2 separate regions of the Anser cygnoides genome follow, and region 1 is linked to region 2. Evidence: chromatin contacts called from public Hi-C data. All regions are on one chromosome and are shown on one strand. The core of a region is the stretch at or near the end of the contact, and the rest is flanking DNA. Distances in the headings are between cores, read along the strand shown. Region 1 overlaps NSMCE2 (NSE2 (MMS21) homolog, SMC5-SMC6 complex SUMO ligase). Region 2 overlaps NSMCE2 (NSE2 (MMS21) homolog, SMC5-SMC6 complex SUMO ligase).

Evidence for each region. Hi-C and Micro-C count contacts between places; a contact is called where the count stands out from the background.
Region 1: a Hi-C map of liver shows a contact between it and region 2, with 2.0 times the contacts expected there. The contact joins two enhancer-like sites. A contact is called at or near these places in 2 of 7 Hi-C or Micro-C datasets (granulosa cells and liver).

The regions. Positions count from the first base shown.
Region 1 is chr2:152,286,726-152,294,073 of Taihu_goose_T2T_genome, reverse strand. NSMCE2 (NSE2 (MMS21) homolog, SMC5-SMC6 complex SUMO ligase) reads right to left here. Exons shown (of 8, transcript XM_066990737.1): 6 at 5,635-5,738; 7 at 5,209-5,315; 8 at 2,008-2,387. The coding sequence ends at 2,273. Among named protein-coding and RNA genes, the nearest start is that of TRIB1, 10 kb to the left of the region's middle. Within about 2 kb of position 3,608, at least 1 of the 3 cell types and tissues checked has open chromatin away from gene starts, as enhancers often do. A contact at or near this core is called in liver, where this site is marked.
Region 2 is chr2:152,167,506-152,173,923 of Taihu_goose_T2T_genome, reverse strand. All of the region lies in intron 2 of NSMCE2 (NSE2 (MMS21) homolog, SMC5-SMC6 complex SUMO ligase), which reads right to left. Among named protein-coding and RNA genes, the nearest start is that of NSMCE2, 8.6 kb to the right of the region's middle. Within about 2 kb of position 5,028, at least 1 of the 3 cell types and tissues checked has open chromatin away from gene starts, as enhancers often do. A contact at or near this core is called in liver, where this site is marked.

The DNA of each region.
Region 1 (7,348 bases), core at 2,359-4,858, 120 kb before region 2:
TTGCCATCACCATGCCACCACCTTGTAGGTACAAATTAATCTGGGTATAATTTAGCATTTATAATGTTATGTATTATTTGAAGGCATATTCAAGCATCCCAACACCCACATGAACTAAATTTGAGGTGCGATACTAAGGCCATGGAAATTGTAGACACATCTTTGCATCTGAAAACTTAGGAGCCTGAATACCAGTAAGGATTGAATTAGACCCATGAGGACAACATTACTGCACCTCTATCAGAAACTGCAAACTGTCGAACCACCGTAGGTTTCACACAGGTTTCTGTTTCTGAGAAAAAGCTACCAACAGCTTAGGACGTCCCTCCACCACCACCACCACCACAACCACCACTTTTGTTTTGTTTTGGTTTGTTTTTTTTTACTTTTTTTATTCTAATACTGTAGTTAACATCCTCCCTTGTGGTATTTAATTGTATCACTTTCCTGAAAATCAGCAACCCACCTTCTGAAAAGCTATTAGTCTGAGACCCGAGATGTCTTAAAAGGGACCTGACTTTCAGACATAAGCAGACAAACAAGTACACACTGCTCAGCCCCCCCAAGCCTCTTTCAAATATTTCAGCTGGGCTTCCAGACAGAAGTACTCCTGATCGCTACTGAGTTTTGAAAAGATAAACCTTTGGGGTTAAACCACATTATGAAAATTATCCAGCTAATTCCCATGAAGTGTTTTGAACACAAAAGCTCAGTGCAAATAATAATGGCCCAGTTCCCTTTTTTAGCTATGAAATCAGCTTGCAGATTAATATTCTTCAATTACAAAATAATAATTTCATCTTGAAGTGGTTTGCACTCGAAGTGCAATTGGGGTTAATAACGGTCTAATAAAGGAAAGCTGTTAGCAAACAGCAACCCAGAATGAAAAGCTTAGCATTTTGGTAACGTGGTTACATTTTATATTGAATGTCAGGTTGTAAGTTCACAAAAATGACCTAGGAAAACAACATCTAACCCACCAAGGAACCCAAAGCTCAAAGAACCCTGTATTTTCAGTTTCACATATGCCAAGATATTTTAATTGGACGAGGGGGAATGGCTTTAAACTAAAAGAGGGTAGGTTTAGATTAGATATAAGGAAAAAATTCTTTACTCAGAGGGTGGTGAGGCCCTGGCACAGGCTGCCCAGAGAAGCTGTGGGTGCCCCATCCCTGGAGGTGCTCAAGGCCAGGCTGGATGGGGCTTTGGGCAACCTGGGCTGGTGGGAGGTGTCCCTGCCCCTGGCAGGGGGTTGGAACCAGACGGGCTTTAAGGTCCCTTCCAACCCAACCCATTCTGTGATTCTGTAAGTGCCACCTGACCACCAACCAAGGCAGCTCTTTTTACCTATGGCTGTTTCTGATGCATATACCTAGTGCCTCATCTGCTAGTCTGCAGATCAATTTAGGTAGTAAATACTGTCACAAAGCTTAAATCTTTTCCTGAATTTGTACCTAAATGCATGGATATAATATTTGATTATCTGCTTTTAAATTCAAGTCATATGGTTACAATATATTCGTATTGTCTACAAATTAGTTACTGGAACACATCTGTAAATAATTGTAGTCTCCTAACATACAGTATTACAGCAAAGCTCCCTGGGAATCCCACACACACACAAAATCTGAAATAAAAGCTCCTGCATCTCAAAAGAAAAGGGTAAGTTAGTGCAGAGTGTTCAATAATTATAAGAATGAGGCCAAGATCCCCAAAGGTGAGTGGTAAATGTGTGTCCATACACAAGGTACAGACGTGTAGCACTTCCTGCAAATTAAGCTCTTCTAAAGTTTCTTGAGGTTTGTATCAAAACAGGGAAGCACTCCCAAGCGGGGTATATATCTTGGGTAAACTGTGGTCAGAGTGCCCAACTCTGAGTATTCCCAGCATTTACAGACAGTAACAGAACTATCTGAAACATTGAGCAAAGCGATCACTAGTAAATGCTGGCAGAATTTGCATCTCTAATACACCAAAAAGAAAAAATTAACACGCTGACAAGGAAGGTTAAATAATGAAAAACACATTTTATTTATCAAATATAAGATTTCTGAATTTCAGGAAGGGGAGAAAAAAACAAGCTACACTGGAATCCCTCGTATTTGGTAGTTTAAAAAAGCACTTCCAGCTACAGCTGAGACCTTCAACTTTGCCTATAAATGAAACCCTTTAAATAACAATCAGTTACACAACCTGCTTACAATCAGCAGCTTATCTCACAAGATCTCTAATAACAAATTTTCTTTGTGGCAGCAACATATCCAGCTGACTTCTACAGCGTTGACCAGCTTTGTTTATTCTGACTGTCAATCGCTCTTTTAAGTGCTTCATCTGGCACTAGATCTGATTCTTTTACATCATCATGGCTACAGCCAATTTTAGGGCAGCTGTTAAAAAGAAAAGAGAGACTCCGGTAAATGAGAAGAATTGTATTAGTCAGATATAGGCTTTTAAACAACATCTGCTGTTTTATTGTATTTATCTGGGATTCACTCTCTCTATCAGCAACTCGTTACCTCTCTTCCGCTTCACCAGTTCTCTGTTGGGAAAAATAAATCCGTTTATCTAAATCGGTGGGAATCAACAGCTGAAGGAAGGAACACGGGGAGAGGTGGAGCCTCTCACCTGCGGATCGCTCTCTTGCTCCCTGTAGACAAGCTGCCTGCATTAGTAACGATACTAACATTGCACAGAAATCTTGCTATGCTCCTTTCTCTCTTTGAAGTCCTCTCTAAGCTGCAGGTAACTACCTCTTACCCTGTTAACCTGCAGTGGAGCAGTATAATCTTCTCTGATAGATAAATAGGGAAATTAATTTCTAGGGAAATAGATAAAAGAGAAGGAGACTTGCAGGGGCTGACTGATGAATCAGTGAAACATCTAGTCGGTGTGAAAATTTGCCAGTCCTTTTATGAACTGAGAAAGCACAGAAAGGAGAGATGGGGTCAAATTAACAGCCTCTAAATGAAGATCAAATACAAAATGGCTTACAACTACTTGAGACAGTCAGAGGAAGATACTACTGTTGAAAAATATTCAGGGACCAGAGGTCATTTTCCTTTGGCAGTGGCCCAAACATACACAGATGGTTCCAGTGGACAGAAATCATGCTTTTTCTGACTTTTTTCCCCTATTAGGAATAATCTTTATCTCGGGTGCTGAACTTATTTACATTCAGTACTCACAGCTTTTATTCCAGACGTGCCCACAGCTTACTGCGTTTGTCATGAGTAAGTCACTTAATTGCTCTGTGCCTCAGTTTTCCCATTTATCACCTTATTAGAGCAATAACTTCACAGATTAATGAATAACAAGTCCTAAGAAAAGCTTCCAAGGTTTTCTGTAAACACCAAGTGTTAGTGTGTCCTTCCACGCAGTGGAAAATTGTGAGCAAACCAGATCCATCAGAACTGCCTGAAGAATATGGCACGTCTGCCAGCACAAAAGCTGGTGGCTGTGCCTGTGCCAGCTGGAGAGCTGCCGCTCAGCCAGGGGACTGCCAAACACACCAGAAAGCAGCAACACGACCAGAGTGGTGTGCTCGAATGAGGAACTCCTTGCATGCACTAGCCTGGCTTCCCACCACAGCAGGCTATGGTTTTGTAAAGACTGACTGCATTTTCTCCAGAAACGTTAAAATTACAGCAGGTCAGTGAGACAGTGGGCAGGGAAAAGCAGGCAATCTTTCTTAATTTAGTTACAGTGAAGCTTGGTTATTGCTGGGCTCTGGCTTTTCTAGCACGTTGGAGTAACTACTGTAACAAAGGGAAGGTTGCAAGCTCAGAACCCAAGATTAAGAACTGCCAGGATTCAGACCGCACAAATCACTTCAGTTTGGGTATAAGGTAACTTTAAAGCTGGGCATTTTACAGCTTTGATGGTTTTTACTCTATATTTTCATGGTAGTAGAGTAGACTTTTTCCTGATGGATTTAACAACACAGAGAAATGTCTAGATATGGACGTCCTAAATTCAGTTCCATATTCCAGAAGGTATTTTGTGTAGTGCTTTGGGGCTGTTGAGCACCTGCTTCCTAGCCTGACCCCATCCTCCAGAACTCTCACTTTGTCCCCTCCAACTTGGGAGCTATTTCCCAGCTCCCCTTCTTCAGAGAGCCATCCCCATGGGTGCCTGATTTAGTAGTAGCACTTTCCTGTAGCCAGGAAGACGCATGGAATAAGAAGTCCTGCTCTACCTTTGTACCCATGTGGCGGCGTGTGCAGAGTAACAGAAATGCCAGAGCTACCGATGGAGGAAGTAAGCTGACTGTAGCGTTATCTTTGGAGAAATCAGGTCTAAAAATCACTCTCTAAAATCAGTCTCTACAGTCCTTCCTGAGCAAACTGCATATTTATTAAAAAGTTCACAACTTGTAAGTTTCCATGAGGTCATCGACCCCCAAGCATCAAGCTCTAGCATTTTTGGTGCAAAACCAAATGTGAAATTAATAACGACAGCTCATGATGACATAGTACGTCCACTACACTTGCTCTAAAAAGTGTTTGAGTCCCTTTTCCTCTCTTTTAGATTTAGGTGTTGGGGGTTAGCTTTGGAAATTCAAAACAATTCTAAATTTGAAACTTACCAGGGAGAATTTCAGGTTTAATAATTCAACTTTTACATGTTTGCATTCAGCGAAATATGTCCTGCATGGAAAGTGCAAGTGCAAGCTGCTTTGGTGCTATAAAGTCAGAATTATCTCATTGCACTGCAGTGAGAAGTACACAATCCCATCTGATCATTCTTAAACTCTATACTACCTGGGAGGTTGACTTTTAATATTTCTTATTTCTAATTGTATTGGAATATAGCTGCAAAAGAGAGTGCACAGCGGAGAGGTTTATTTTTTCATTAACCCTAAGGCTTGCTAAATAAGCAGTGGAAATAAAATGAGCAACTGAATTTTATGAAGCTTCTCTTTGTTGTTCACAGCTATATAAAATCTCTTTTATTCTGTTGTGCAGGTACCGTGAGTAGCTGTAACTTCCCCACACACTTCCTGAATATTTCCTTGCACATTGTTTTCATTAAAAAAAAAAAAGATCCTTCATGCGTACAGTACTAATGAGGAGACTGTGACTTGGGCAGACACTGAAGTATTACTTCCTGCAGCCTTGCCAATCCAAATACATTTCCTAGAACAAGTGGAGTAAAATTCCACTTACACAGCAAAGCAAATAGCTTTTCCACACATTCTTGTTAGCTTACCGGACGTTTTTCTTTTGCTGCTTTCGAGTCTGGATAATTTTTAGAATGGCATCTTGTTCATAGGAATGCCCACAGACCTTGTTTCGAACCGGCTTCTTCATTTCCACCTGTAATCAATAAGGTTTTATTTAAAGGAACTGATAATGCCCATGAAAGTGCTTCTTATGAAATGTATGCAAAACAGCAGGAAGTCTGTTTACCACTCATACATTGCATTACACTGAGATTACGGGGTCAGGTCCCACATGGTAAACTGCATTGCTACTTATGAGGTGTTTTTTTCCAAGCAGTGTTGCTCCTTTCTGATAATGCTTGTAATTTTTACTGCCTGATTTTTCACAAGTATTACAGATTTGTAATAAACAAGCCAAGGAAGAATACGAAATAGCTATTTCACAATCTGTTATAGTAGCAGTGATAGCATACCTGTGTAATGGGACAAATGAAGTTCACCTGACTCTGAGTCACAGCTATATCTTCATCGATTTGTTCAATGGCATCATTATCATTATTATCTGATTGAAGGCGAACTATAATAGGAAACAAGACAATTTTCATTTAATATTTAATATAGATAGCCAATACTTAAAATAAGCAAATAAACTCCAGCATATGCCAAGCATTATCTCACAGCGGTATCTAATATGCCACAACATATTTCTGTATCCACTCCCTATACTGCAAAAAATATCGTGCTGCAATCTCTGGTAGAAAATGTAGATTTTTTAATTGCAGACAGATTATTCATTTTGTTTTTCTTTTTGGTTGCTATTTATGGCCAATGTTAGTAAGGAGAGCTGGAAAGGAAAGCAAGCTGGCCTAAACATACTTGTAAAGTCTTTGGTTTTCCCTTTTCAAGTTCACCAAAAACCCGTAGCCTGCAGATGAGTACCCAAAATCTAATAAAAGACGAGGTGAAGCTTTTGCAGATTTGGCAGTCCTGCCCTCAAGATCAGTTGTGTTTGAATGTCATAAATGGGTTTGCTATACAGCCTGGATACACAGTATACTCCTCTAAAAGGAATTTGTACTATTTATCATAATACATCATTTGTAAAGTGATGCCACTGTATTTTAACAAGACTGTAATTAGTGAAAAACAAAAGCTAGGAATGTGCTATTTGAGATAGACAACAGAAACGTTATTGGAGTAACCTTAAAGAGGTTACCAAAACGAAATACCGTAGTCTCCCAGAGTACACCTGATGGCTTGGGGCCAGGGAATGAAGGGCAGACAGGCAGGAGGAAATCCACCTTGAGCCAGAGATGCTGCAGGTCCCTACCTTTGCCAGAACAAGAAGGCAAGGTGTAACTCTGCGCACCCACGGGCACGCCAGCCTGGGGTTTCATGCAGAAACTAATTAGTCGGAGTCAAATAACGAGACACCGGAAGAGCTAAGGAGAGTTCCGTGTTGCCAAGTGTAACCTTAATAAATGCCTACACGTTGTTTTACCTTTTCCTAACTTCGTCCTGTTATTGTGAATCTAGGCTTTCAGCTGAGTGCATTTGTTTATCTTTAAGTGTTATCTGGGAATACGAAGTTAACACCTGCCCTACGTTTCCGTTCCTTTGGGGGAACTCGGCAGTGTTTTTGCAGCAGTGCCCCGGGGCGTATTTCTCAAGGTGTCCCAAGCTGAATGGGACATTTTTTTTTTTCTCTTGCTGCACAAGCCAGTTTGCAAGGCAAGAACACAGGGTTCAGAGAGGATGAAATCGTTCAGTGGCCTGCCTTGGCTTTGCCTGCCTATGAGGCAGTGAGAAACACAAGCAAACACCGAGGGTTTAGAGTCATTTTAGGATTTTGCCTTCTACAAAGTCTCAGCCTTGGTTCCCTTTGCTGCAGCTGCTATCGCACGCTATCAGCCCATCTCTGCATCCCTGGTATTCAGTCCTCCACATCTGTTAAGGACCAGTGTTTCCTAACTTACGGTCAGTCCTGCATGCCTGTACAATGCCATCACCTTCCGGATGATAACAGAAGACATCACCCTTGGAGCAATCAGAGTCTCTCACACCTAGTCTAGACGGAGCAAGCACGTCTCCGGTTGAGGGACTCTTGGCATGGGGGTTGCAGCCACCACTCCACCACAGCACCTCTCGCTATGCCAGCTTTCTTCCCTTGTTTGTTTTTCTTCTTCC
Region 2 (6,418 bases), core at 3,779-6,278:
TGGGGATTTCAAATCCAGGTAAAATTGTTCCCTCGTGTCCATAAAGAAGTAATGGATTGCTCAATTCTAATACTATTCCTACACGGTATGTAAAATTGTGTGTTATTTCCTTCCCAGGAGCATCTTCGCAGATCTATGGGCACATAGGGGGGAAAACAAGATCTGGTTCCTCATGCACGGTCCCTACAGCACAGCCCCCAGTTTTGTCCGTTACAAGGCCACTAATCCTGTAGGTAGCCAGCAGCCTGACAAAACCACAATTCAAACGCAAAGGAAGGTAGGATGTAGAAGAAAAAAATCTTATCACAGATTATCTTCCCTGGCCAAGGACAGCCAGGATAACAAGTCAAAGTTTAGTCCTGCTCATTTCCTCATGCAGCAGATCTTCATCCCACCTCTTTATCAAGCAGATTGCAAAGTGTCATTCTAGCTGATAGACTGTAGCCTGTTCTCAGGACAAGTACCTTAAGCTTTGATTACTTTTATGAAGTGCAGTGATCTCTAACATCATGGAAACTAACAGAGAATGACAATTTTATGAGCACAGGTATCAGCAGGATCGTTTATGGATCCCAAAACAACGACACCGCGGTCACTTCACACACAAGAAATTCTCCAATGTTAAGATTCGTGTTATGGCACTGAAGGAATCCTGCGTTTGCATTTTCAATGAAAAATAAACCAGAAAAAAAAAAGGACAATGGAAACAAATGAACCAAACCATTACGTAGTCAAACACGAGGATGGACTCCATCCTCACACTGCTGTCTGCACCATTCCAAGCAGGAGAGCTTTAGGTCAGTGACAGAGAAACTTCCACAGAAAGGATTCCTGCTCTCAGTGATGAATGAATTTCTATCAAATCTTTTTGTTTGTTACGGGTTGCCACTATGTCTTCAGCAAGCCACTGCACGTAAAAATAGTAGATGTTCCGTAGAACCTCGTGAATCAACTGTCTATTAAAAGGCTGCCAATAATTTCTCAATACCAGGCTGACCTACACATCTATATTCCCTATGCCAACAAGGGTCAGCAATGTTTAGAGTGATTCCTGTGTAACACCACGGTCAGACAGCAATGAGAGAAACCCAAGTGCTGTGGGTAGTCTCACAGAGCTAAACCCACGTTTCAAAGATCCGACACCACCGACTACTTCTTGGCTAGTATTCAACAGGCATCGAGACCCAAGTGGATCCCAAGCAATTTGGTGAATAGAAAGCAGTTAGTAAAGGGAGGACGTCACTCGTGTGAGGTGCAGTGCAGCACTCAAAAGTGCAGAGACAGCTCTAGGGCAAGGGGAACCAGACAAGTGGGATGAGCAGCCAGTGCTGAGGGAAGCTGCTCTGGCAGAGGGAGCAGGTTATGCAATAGGAAACAAGAGCAGACAAGCAGGAAGAGCCAGAGCCGTAAAGGGCTCTTAATCTGGGGCACATGCCACAAAACTGTATCACTAAAGCTCCGGAAGACCCACGGGCCTGCCCTGTCCGGAGTGGTGAGCAGAGAAATCCTTCAGAGTGCGGAGAAAGAAAGTTGACGGGGTGTGGGCGAGGAGCTCTCACGTGGGTGAACTGCAACAGGAAGATTCCTGCTATGTTATACTGACGGCGAGCAGCCAAAGGTAGCAGCTGACTGCGAGATTTTAGGGCAAGGTTTTGAGAAGGAAAAAAAAAAGACTCATTTTTTTCCCCTAAGTAAGATCAGACCTCAGGTGGCTGCCTGCTTCCCACCCACCTGTTCTGCACTCCAGGGCCTCTGCATTTTAGTGGGGACGTAACATGCAGCTGGGAGAAAGTCCCAGACATCAGGGAAGCATCTCGTTTGTGTGAAAACCTGTTCATATCATCAAGCAAAACGCCATGTGCTAATGCTTTATAACATTTTTTTAGACAGTTTATTTTAAGAATTTCTTAGCACCTTGTCTATAGCTAGCATGCTCTCCAGTCTCTCCAATTGTTTCCCAATTTGCTTTGGCCATTCTTCCCAGTCCCACGTGGCTTTGGCTCCAGACCAGAGACAAAAGCAATTACCCCTTTAAAGAGCAAAGTGCTGGGCTGGAGGCCAGGAGATGACCATGAATTAGTCTTCTTTCCTCCAATATCTACAACTCTGTGTCCTTCACAGCCCCATATTCTTGAGAAAGTTCTGCTTTCGAGGAGCCAGATAAAACCGCCATCCTCAGCAAGCTGGCAGAATTCATATCCCATTCTGCCAAGCAGAGCTGGGAAGTGATGTCTGTCTTTGTTACGGCATATCCAAAACATCAGCAGCACATCAGTCCATACGTATGGCAGGTTATAGCAATGAAAAAAAAAAAAAAACAGAAAGAAAGACTTATCAATCCTTCAAGTATTTCACGTGGGTATCCAGCAGTGCCTTCTAACCCTATAGGAAGATGCTGAGTTAGGTAAGCAGTGCAAATAGCTGCTCCTCAGCGTACAGAGGTATTAATAGGAGACTTAACAGATCAATACTAGGAACGTCACAGCTGAGAGAGATTGCCAAACAAGTACTGACAGTGAATTCTTTCTTCAGTCACACCGCTAAAGCTCAAACAACAGACTGAGGCTGAATTTAGAAAGACAGAAATTATAGTAAAACTCAACGATTTTACTTGCACTTGTAACTCATTTCCAACAGTGTCACCTTCAAATTCCCGTATCTATTAGGACTCCAATCCAGCAAAGGATATGAGAATGCACGTAACATTTAAAATACACGGATCACTCTGAAAGTTGGTGATCACTCGAGAACTTAAATGTATCTTTTTCTTCAGTGTTTCACTGGACTGGGCCATAGAACGCCCAAGAGCATTTTGAGTGCAGAGAGGACACACTGAAACCAACTCTGCACACTCCATTTTGCTGCTTACATGGCCTTTTCTATAGTGACATTTTAAAGTGTCTCTGTACCACGATGCTATTTTGGAAAACAAAAAACAAACAAAAAACGTATGGCCTTTAGACAATGTCAGTACCTAAAGATAATCGGCAGAATGCCTGGGATGGACATAAATCTTTCATTTAAAATCATTAAATAAAATAAACTTTTAAGTTAGTTGTTTCCCTTTCACATTCAGTTTGGTGAAACTAGTTTTCATCTCCAGCTCAGATCCTCAGTTCCTCAGAAATCCTATTTCAGCTCTGTCAGTTTGCCAGCACATGCTCACAACACAGCACCACAAGGATGCTCAATGTCAAAAGTCTGCAAATTCTCTATGAACAGGCAAGTCTTATTCATCAATATAACTTCATGGATATCAACAAAGTTTTTTGAGAAACACGAGGTTTTCAGGTTCGGATACATTAAAATTATCCTTTACCTGAATCACCAGAGGTTAACAGAAATCCTGAACAACACTATTGCCTTACTTTGGTAGAGATCATCTATGTTCATAAACGAGCAATGCCTGACCTGAATATTTAATACTAGCGTTTTCTTTTCGTAAGCCTATAGAGGACTAGAACAAAATGGACCTAAATATACTAGGGGACTATGTAACAGAAACGTTGATGAAACTAAGACTCGGATAAGTGAAGTTTTGCTAATAAAGCTTACATCAGTACAACTCTCTCATCCCTACAGCACAGGGTGAATAGTAGGATCCTTAGAGGAAAAAGACTTGGGGACCACTGTGGTCGGAGCTCACTGAAGGTTTGTTTCCAGAGTACAGCAACAGCGAACAAGATGCCAGGAGGCACAAAAGAAAGAGGAGGTAGTAAAAAGCTGGGAACAGATTCTGGGTCTTTATATCATTAGAAGCCTCAGAGATATTTCAGACTGCTTTAATTCTACTGCAGAATACTTTTCTTTTGACTTCATGTGAGCTCTGTTATTATTGACAATTCCATAGTAAAAATATCCATACTTGCTCGTTATTGCTCGCTGGGATTCCCAAAACATCTCACAACATTAAATAAGGATTAAATGGACAGAAATCATTTTAAACTTACTATTGTGGACTGTAAGCAGATGTCAGGACAACTATATGCATAAATAGAGATAACTGTGAACCTGCTTGGAAATATCGGACATTAAATCTTTCCAATATTCCTGTGAAATGGGTAAGCATTATTTTTATTAGTATTATTATTTTGCAGAAAGTAGTAAAACGAACCCATTCCAGGCTGCGAAGAAGTAGATTAACTGCTACATTTTGTCCTGCGTTGCCAAATGGGGTAACATTTGATGAAAGGCTACAAATCTTTAAATCTTCAAAATCATTTGAAACAGTGAAACAGATTCCCTCAATTTTCTACATTCCTCAGATTAATATTTATTGCAGCTTTATTACAGCTTTTAAAAGTGAATAATTTTAAGTACAGCAGCACAGTAATACATGGTAGCATCGGTATGTGTACTAGCTTGCAGCCATGCCACCTTCACCCAGAAACAGATCAAAATCCCTTTAAACAGGATTGAAGTGAGTCAGTGGGTAGACGGCAGCTTCCTAAAGGGAAATATGGTGCTGAGAGAAAGGAAAGTCTTACTTCAGTAGGAGGAATTCTACATGGGAAATTACTGATTAAAACCCAGTGCTGGATTTTGTTCTGAAACTTTCAAAGCACACATCAACATAAAGCCGTGAAAGATCTGCTTACTCATGAATAAATATCACAGTAATTTTAATCTGATGTCCCCAACATCCAACTCAAAAACCCCTTTCTATCTTCTCTAGTTAAGTTTTCTCTGCTGTTTCAATCAGATGGAGGAAAACTTATTTTTCTCTTTCGGATTATTATGGAGTCACAACGTTTCTATATAGCAACCCTTATTCCCTCAGAAGATTTTCATTTCAATCCTGGTAGAGGAAGTAATCCCTGCAACCATTATTTACCTCCCAGAGAGCAGAGAGGCTTAGCCAGTGTTTGCAAAGCAGCTGAGATCCTCTAAAGAAAGGTTACGGAAGGTTACAAGGCTACTGTAAAGCAGGGAATATCCTGAGCCAACTGTGGCACACAAGTGGCACCTCTTCCCATCAACAGCCGACAGGGTTTCACGATCTAAAAAGCAGGCTTGCTCCCTCTTTATTCCATGTAACACTACCACCACCTGTTAAGGAGCTTAGATTCAGTCATCCCGAGAGGTTTTTATGGCTCCCATAACCCCTGGAAGAAGAGTTCTTTGTTCTCTGGACGGTTTAACTGGAGAGGGCTTTAGGCGGCTCATGGATCACGGCCAGATCAGCAGAGAGGTAAAGCAGCCAGTTTCTTTTCAATATTTTTGGAGCTTCAAGGGAAGTACTGTTTACTTCCTATGTTCTCCTGCCCCCTAGCGAGCTTTGGTTTTCACTCCACCTGAACAATCGTGGCTGCTTTACAACTCACACGCACACAACCGTGCTGAAACACCAAACTGTTTTCTTTTTATGTTCTTCACAACTGTTCCCTACATCCTTCTCCACTAAGTATGTCAGAAAACGAAGAGCCTTTTCTAGCCCTAGTATGCAGGCTTTTACTTAACAGGGAAGCACCCTCAAGACTGAAATACCATAAAAGCACTTTAAATACGTCAAAGAAAATTCATATGTTAATTTCTATTTCTTCTTTATATTATTCTTATATTAGAGCACTGAAGTTAGAAAAATTACATACACGTTCTTTCATGAATCGCCCTTAAATCTTAGGGAGAAAAAAAAAACCACAACAAAACCACAGCGTTTGCTGCCTATAAAACATCTCAAATACAACACATGAGCAAAGCCCCTATCATAATCTAAAGAAAAAAGAGGGAAAAGTGATCCAGGAAGATCTTTAAAAAAAATTTTTTTTTTAAATCTAACTTCCTATCAGGTGCATTTATGGGAGATCCCTCCATGATACTGCATTTAACTGTAGCCAGTCCAGCAAACACTAATGTGTATTATTTAATAAATATGCCTACCAGTAAAGGTTTTCAAGGTTGGGCTCTTGGAGAGTAACAACTCAGAAAAGAAACAGACGTCACTTACTGCACTAACTTTGTATGCCTTTTGGGTTATCTATCTTCAGATGTAAATCCAACCTCTCTCATGTACTTCCTAAGAGAATTTTACCCCAGTACTATTCCCAAAAAGCAGAGTTGTGTAACATGCAAGCATCTTCGCAGCAACAGGGCTTGTAAAATAAAATACTGACCACATAATCACAATAGAATTCTTTTGCCACTGCAAAGCCTAGCAATGAAACCTGTCAGAAGCTGGATGAAGCTAGATTTTGTAAAGGAAATTAAAACAAACTGCAAATGGACAACAACAAGAATGCAGAAGCATATTACCTAAAGGTGTCTCAAAATTAAATGACTACTTTGCCTCAGAACATGCAGGCTAAGTAGAATAGGTGGGTGACAATTTTATATATGTGACAAGTTGTGTTAATGAGTTGGTTATACGAGCTTAACAGCCAAGTACTGCAGACCAGATGATGCTAACTCAAAAACACCA